Linked DNA regions of Sus scrofa: region 1 is linked to region 2. Evidence: chromatin contacts called from public HiChIP or PLAC-seq data. All regions are on one chromosome and are shown on one strand. Each heading gives the region's core, a stretch centred on a gene start, on an enhancer-like site or on the middle of the called end of the contact. The rest is flanking DNA. Distances are from core to core; before and after follow the strand shown.

What was found. HiChIP or PLAC-seq counts read pairs in DNA pulled down with a chosen protein or histone mark.
Region 1: an H3K27ac HiChIP or PLAC-seq map of alveolar macrophages shows a contact between it and region 2. The contact joins the promoter of CLK3 here to the promoter of ARID3B in region 2. A contact is called at or near these places in 1 of 5 promoter capture datasets (liver), 15 of 47 Hi-C or Micro-C datasets (alveolar macrophages, blood, embryonic fibroblasts and 9 more) and 2 of 2 datasets of contacts at active chromatin or transcription factors (alveolar macrophages and skeletal muscle).

The regions. Positions count from the first base shown.
Region 1 is chr7:58,907,995-58,911,619 of Sscrofa11.1, reverse strand. It overlaps CLK3 (dual specificity protein kinase CLK3), which reads left to right and starts at 2,004. Exons shown (of 13, transcript XM_001927924.7): 1 at 2,004-2,109.
Region 2 is chr7:58,996,934-59,000,315 of Sscrofa11.1, reverse strand. It overlaps ARID3B (AT-rich interactive domain-containing protein 3B), which reads left to right and starts at 1,609. Exons shown (of 11, transcript XM_021099056.1): 1 at 1,609-1,742.

The DNA of each region.
Region 1 (3,625 bases), core at 755-3,254, 89 kb after region 2:
CTTTTTCCAAGTGCTTGACACTCTGCCTTTCTTTCATCTAGGTCTGAGTTCTCTTAGGAACAAAGAGGGAAGAATGAGGCTTAAAGGTAGAGTATCAGGTAGGACAGCTGCTGGACTGCAGACTTTAGAGAAGGAGCTGGGAGATGGCTCCTATTCTATTTCTGAAAAAGAGAGCTCTGTTTCTTTACTAGGAGGCAGGGACTCCTGTGTTCTTGATGGTGGGAGGGATGGTGGGAAGATGGCCTGACTTACCAGCTCAGAGACTGGTGCCCAGGTCATGACTCCGGGCTCTGAGCTCCTCCACCCTCAGCTGCTGTTGTGATCCTAGCTTGCAGGAGCCATGGAAACTGCAGGCAACACATAGCTGTAGGAGGAGGAGACACCAGAGCCCTTCCACCTCATCTTAATGGATGAAACCCTTAGATGGACCCCTGCTGGTGTGGCCTCTGGCATAGGGCAAAGGCCTAGGCAAAAATGGCTGCTCAGAATCTTCCACCCCAGAGGCAGGAGCCTAAAGGGGCAGGATTTAGGGGCAGAGACAGCCGGGCTCTCGGTCGCCAACTACACAGTAGAAGCGGCTCCGGAATTTATATTGGGGGGAATGGGTGCATTTGGTTGGACCGGGACCGGGAGTCGGTCTTGAGGCTGCATTAGTGTAGTAAGCAACCCGTTTGAACTTGGCTTTGGTTGTTTACTTGCAGTGGGAGTGGTGGAACTAACGGAGATTTGTACTAAGCACCTGCTCAAGCCATGCCGTCAGACCCCAGTTTAAGGGGGAACTAGAGGTTAGAGACTGTAGAGGCCTCGCAACTCCGGAGGGGTCGTTTCCTTTTGGAATCCGCCTCAGTGGCTGGGAGACTAGCCGGATGTCAGGGGCGTGACCAGCCCTCGCTGCGGCGAGGGCGGAGGCGGGGCCGGGGCTGGGGAAAGGGGTGGTGACAAGCAGGCCCACGCGGTGCTGGGGAAATGCTGCAGCCTTCGCAGTTCAGTCCCCGGGAGGGGCGGGGCCCGGAAGGATGCTGTGTCCCTCCTTCTTGGGCCCTGGCGTGGCTAGGGGGCAATTAGAGGCCGCTCCCGCCCTCTTTGACCGACGCCAGCGAGAGCCGGGGGGGGGGGGGGGCCAGGGAGTGCACGCTCATAAACCGCGAGGTCTCCCAAAGGACCTGACCTCGGTTTTCTCATCTGGAAAAGATGACCTCCTTATCTCCCTATGACCAAGAGCGGGGCAGTAGGTGGCCGGGGCTTCGGTGAGCCCGCGCCGGCGGCGGGGGCAGAGAGGTCACCAGGTGACTCCAGGGGAGAAATAGGAGTGAGGGGGGCCGCGGGGCTTTTCTTCGGCGGGGGTGGGACGCGGGTGGTTATGAACTAAGAAACAACTCTGGTCTGCTCACTGCCGTGCCCAAGAATGCTCAAGGAAAACGAGACCCCCTTTTACCCCAGAACCCGTCCCTTTCCCTTCAAAGGCCCCGCCGACGTGACTCTCCAGTATCTTCCCAGAAACTGCAGTGCACATACACCGGGCTTGGACGCGCCGCCATGACTTTAAAAAGCTCCTCCACACATGAATAAGGTCTCATTTGCTTCTTTCACATCAGCGGGAGTCGGGAACCTCCTTCCCGATCCTCCGTGGGCTTTAGCGCCCTCCAGGGCCTCGAGGCCGGGCTGGCGCTCAAGGCCTACCCAGTTTTCACTTGAGGCGACAGCGAAACAATGCCCTCCTCCCGGCGCTCAGGAAAGGAAAGGCCAAGCGGGCTTGGGCGGGGTCGGGGCTCCACCTTTCGGCTCTCAGCGCCTGTCCACCGGTGCCCCCCGCCGCATCTTTGAGGCCTACGTGCCTCGTGACACGGCAGGGGGCGGGCCGCGGCTGGGGACATCCCCTCGGCCCTCCAGGAACCAGGTTCCACCGCCGCCGCAGCGACCCAGGTGGACAGGGCGGGTCCTCCAGAGTCTTCGAGTTCACGGCTAGAGGGGCCAAGTCGCCGAGCTCAGTCGACCGACGGCTGCGTCACGGGAGGGGCGGGCCCGCCACGGGCGGAGGCCGGAGCCGGAAGCGGAAGAGGCGCTCGGAGCGGGGAGTGGGGCCTAGCCTCAGCCGGAGCCTGGGAGACGGTGAGTGTGGGGCCCTGGCCCGCGACGAGGAGCGGGGGGTTGAGTCAGAGGGGCGGGTACGCTGGGTGTGGGTCCCCGGGCTTCTAGTTCGGGCTTGGTCTGCTCTCTTTCGTTCTCTTGGCCCATCTCAGGCCGCGGCCCCGACCTCTCACCCCTGACCTGCCGCTTCTCCCCCAGAGGGCGGTCACAGCAGACCCCAGTCTCTCGATCCTGTGCGTCCGAGTCCGAACCTGTGAGAGGCCCCTGAGGGCCCTGCAGGGATCCACCTTCGGCCCTATACCTGCCCGCGGAATGGGGTCAGGGTCCTACCTGCGACAGCCTGGAGGGGCTTTCAGACCCCTCCCCTAACCCTGGCTCGAGGCTGGGTCGGCAGACTCCTCCTCTCCGCGCGGCTTGGAGTCTGATTCCGGCCCAAGCTGGCTTTCCTCCTGCCCGCCTCCCCCACCCCAGGTCTCCCCTCGCCTCCATTGGCGGCGGTTACCAGGAACCCGCCTCAGATCTCTGGGACCCGCGGCGTCAGGAAGGACGCGAGCGAGGGCTGCGGGCCCCCTGATTGTTTTGTTGTGATGATGGAGCCGCTCCAGCCCGGAGGAGGGGCCGAGCCAAGCTGACAGTACAAATGCCCGGGCTGCTGCATGGTCCAGGAGTCTCTGTGCTTTAGTTCCGGGTGCGGGTGTCCTGGTGTGGAGCTGGGGTGGGAATCGCCTGAGCCAGGGCCCCGTTGAGGCGGAGTTGGCGGCCTTCCAGCTTCCCTCCTCCATGCCCTTGAAAAGGAGGAGCGTTTCTCCCGGTGGTGGCGGCTTGCAAGGTGGCAGGTTTGAGGTTGCAGTGTTGGGGCAGCGTCAGCCAAAAATAACCATGGGGCGCTGGGGTGGCTGGGATCCGGCAGGGCTGCCGCTGACTTGGCTGGCTGCTCTTGTCAACCCAGTTCTCTGGCCAGGAACAGCAAATGAGAAGACAGCTAGGCCTGTGCTCAGAGAAAAGCTGGCATCCTCGCCCTGGTTTCTTTCACATTACCTTTTTCTTAATTGTGCCAAGCAGAGCCTTCTGGAACGTAATTGTGGCCCTTGTTTTTCTTTTACAACCTGTTTGCTGGGGTCTCAGAGAATCAGAGATAATTGAGGAGAAATGGGCCCTAGAACCCTAGCTGGGAGGATTATGAGGGGCATCTGGTGTTACCATTATTTCACCTGCCTAGAATGTGTTAAAACAGGGGAGATTATGTCCTCTCTGATTGCCTTGCGTGTGATACTTTATATCTCTCATATTTGTCATTCCCTTTGCCAACTTGGCTGGGAGGTGGTCATATCTCCATTTTCCAGATATTGTAACCATGGCCCAGAGTGACTTGTATAAGGTCACAAGGCCAAGTGGCAGCACTGGGATTTACTTTAGGTATAGGGTTTTCTACCTATACCTCTCTCCCCTCTGCTCCCTTGGGACTTATGAACTACCTTTAATGCTTTTAAGGCATTTAACATAGACCCAGAGGTGTTACTTGGAAACTTTTTAATGA
Region 2 (3,382 bases), core at 360-2,859:
GGCTTAAGAGTAAGTAAGAGGGAGACTGTAATGATATACTGCTGAATCTAAGATGGATAAGGAGTGAAGTGAAAAGTGAGGATTAAGTAGAAGCTTTCAATCAGAACTGGAGGTTCTGATAAAGTGAAAACAATGTAAATGAAGTTCTTGAGCCGTCCAGGTAAAGAATATCAGGCTGTGGTTGGACAGAGGGATGTCGGAAGTACTGATTCATGACACAATAGGGTTTCTGGTGACAAGGTCCAGGTTTCTGACTGGGATTGGGGGGCTAATGTAAGGGATGAGGCCCGCATGTGAAATGGGTTGTCCACATTGACTGAAATGATCAAGATGGAAGATGGTTAGAGGAAAGTAAGACAAGGAGCTGGGTGAACAAATTAGCAGATGGTCTCCTCTCTACAGAGGAGTGTCTTAAGAAGTAAGCATCAGATAACATATTACTATAAATAAAATAGATAACCAACAACGGCCTACTGTATAGCACAGGGAACCATACAAACTCTTTCATAAAAACCTATAAAGGAAAAGAATCTGAAAAAGAAAACATACATATACACGTAACTGAATTACTGTGCTGTACATCTGAAACTAATACAACATTGTAAATTAACTGTACTTCAATTAAAAAATAATAAAATGAAAAAATTAAGTCTAGGCGTTCCCCAGTTGATCAGCAGGTTAAGGATCCTGTGTTGTCACTGCTATGGCTCAAGTCACTGCCATGGCACAGGTTTGATATCTTGCCCAGGGAACTTCCAAACTCTGCGAATGCAACCAAAAAAATTTTAAAAAAAAACCACTTTTTTTCTTTTTAGTGCAGCACTTGCAGCGTATGGAGGAAGTTCCCAGGCTAGGGGTGGAATCAGAGCTGCAGCTGCTGGCCTACACCACAGCTCATGACAACGTGGGATCCTCAACCCACTGAGAGAGGCCAGGGATTGCACAGGCATCCTCATGGATACTAGTTGGGTTCTTAACCTGCTAAGCCACAACAGGGAACTCCAAAAAAATTTTTTTTAAATCTAATTTGTATGATTCACAAAAAGACTAAGCTTCAGAGAAACAAGGGTTTTTACAAAAGGTGGCAGCATTTGTCCCCCACTTTTGGAACCCAGGAAATGAAAATACTAACCCATGTGAGAGGATGCAGCATCCTTACGGGACAGCCAGGTCTCAGTCCAGAGAAGTTCGGAGAAAAGCAGATCCGGAAGCGGGAATCTCAGAAGACCAGTTTGAAAGTGGGAGATTGGGGAAGGGACTAAAGCAGAAGAACATCCTGACAGTCCTTGTCCTTTATTTACCCTACCTACCGCCCGCACTACATCACCCTCCACAACCAGAAAACGCGCAAAAAAGACTAGGCACCCCAGCTGATTTCAACTCCCCGCGAAAGTGCTGACGCCGGAACTCCTGCTTGTCTCCGCTTTCCCATTGGCAGAAGCTTCCGCCAGCTTCAACTCGCTTCCGCCCACGATTCAGTAGGGCGGGGCTGTTCCTAGAAGTCACTTCCGCCCGACCCGCCCATTGTTCCCTTTTTGGCCGCTTCCGGCCTCAGGTCCCGCCCCATCCCTGTGGCCTCGCCCCTTCCCGGCCCGGCAGTCCGGCCCAGCGGTCCCGCTTCCGGTGCGGGCCCCGCCCCGGCTGTGGCCGCCGGCTGCGGAGAAGTACGAAACCCAGCTGCCGAGCCGGGGCCTGAGTGGCCATCTCCTCCAACGACGGCTGACCCGGAGCGCCTGACACAGGTAAGCCGCTCCGGGCTCGGCTCCTTCAGCCTCGGCGGGAGCGGGGGTTGTGGCAGGTGGAGGAGACAGAGGGGTAGGAGGAAAGGCAGGTGTGTAGAGGGAAAACGTGAAGGCGCGGGCAGGCGGAGCGCGGGGGCCGCGGAGGAAAAGTGAGAACGCTGGGAGGAGCCTGGAGGCGCCCTCGCCCATTAGGGTGATTTGAGATAAAGGGATGGGATGAGTAAGGGGCCCCCGGGAACTGAGAGGGTAAGAATAGGTGGGGTTGGAGCGATCTAAGCATAGCCGGCGGATTGGCTGGGAGGTCTTGGTAGAGGTAAAAGTGATAGGGTTGGGTTGGGGGGCTATGAAGAATGGCTGGGATGGGGGGAGGTGTGGGGCTTAAAGGGAGCTGAGGCCAGAGGGATCTGGCAGCAAAGGTAAAAAGAATGGTGGGCAAGGCTGGGTTCAGAGCTGTAAGCAGTCCGTTGCGCCGGACCTGGAGGTCCGGGAACTTTAGGGGAAATGGGAGAGGGGGACGTCTGAAGGGATAGAGTGGTTTATATTTCTGAGACATAACTTTTCTAAAAGTAGGCAGGTAGTATTGTTGTTTGAATCAACTAGCTACTTAGGGACAAGGGGAAGATGGGCTCTTTGGGGGAGGGTGTGTGTATCGAATTGTAGAACTGAGTCATCTCAGTCTTACTAAAGAGGCTGTGAGACACCTCCCCCTCTGCTGGGGACAGCATGCAGGGAAGATGGTGCCATAAGATGAGAAGCAGTTGTTCAATGACGGCAGGACTTGGTTGAAAAATTACCCCACTTGTGATTGATTGCCTAATGTTACTAGGAGAATTAAAATGACCACTGAATTCTTTGTTTTATTCGTTTGTTTACTTTTCTTTGATGCAAGTTATTTTTATTTTAAATGAACATTTTTGGCAGCTGGGTTTATTTAATGCGGGTGTAAATCTTTTCATGCTTTGTTACACTATAAAAAGGGCTATAGCAGAACGAAGTATTGCTTCAGGCATAACTCACACTTTCTAAAGTGCCAGGAGAGGAAGTAAAGACAGAAGCAAATTGGAATTTGAATCTCTCACAGATTGCAAAAGGCAAAAGCGGTGCTCCTAAGATAAGCAGAAAGTGAGAATTTTAAAATTTCTACTTTGCCTAACTTTAAAAGTTGTGCCTTTTTTTTTCTAGCCCATTTAAAAAAATCATAAATCCAAGCAGTTTTTATTGCTTAGGGGTGTGATTACTTCCTCATGAATTTTTGAAGATGCTAATACGTTTAGCTGCTTTTTAAAAATCTTTCTACCCAATCCTAATACAGTGGAACAGTGCAAATATCAAGTCCCAACCTGTGCAGTGCAGCTTCTTCTTTCATGTGATGACAACATTGTACGCCATGTTGCAAATCCTGTTCATCTAAAGTATGCCCATGCATAGTAATCCATTCAGTTATGGAGCCTTGCTGAGGAAACATAACTCAAGTGAGGTTTGTTGCAGGTGGGGGCCTGGAACGAAGGAAAGGAGGGGGGGGGTTAGAGGAGGAGAGGGTGTGAAAGGGGTGTGTGTTTGGAGACTGATTGGTAAGAATGCTGATAAACCTGCCCCCAGAATACTTTTGGCCTGAAAGCCATTTCTTTTTGTATTTGTCA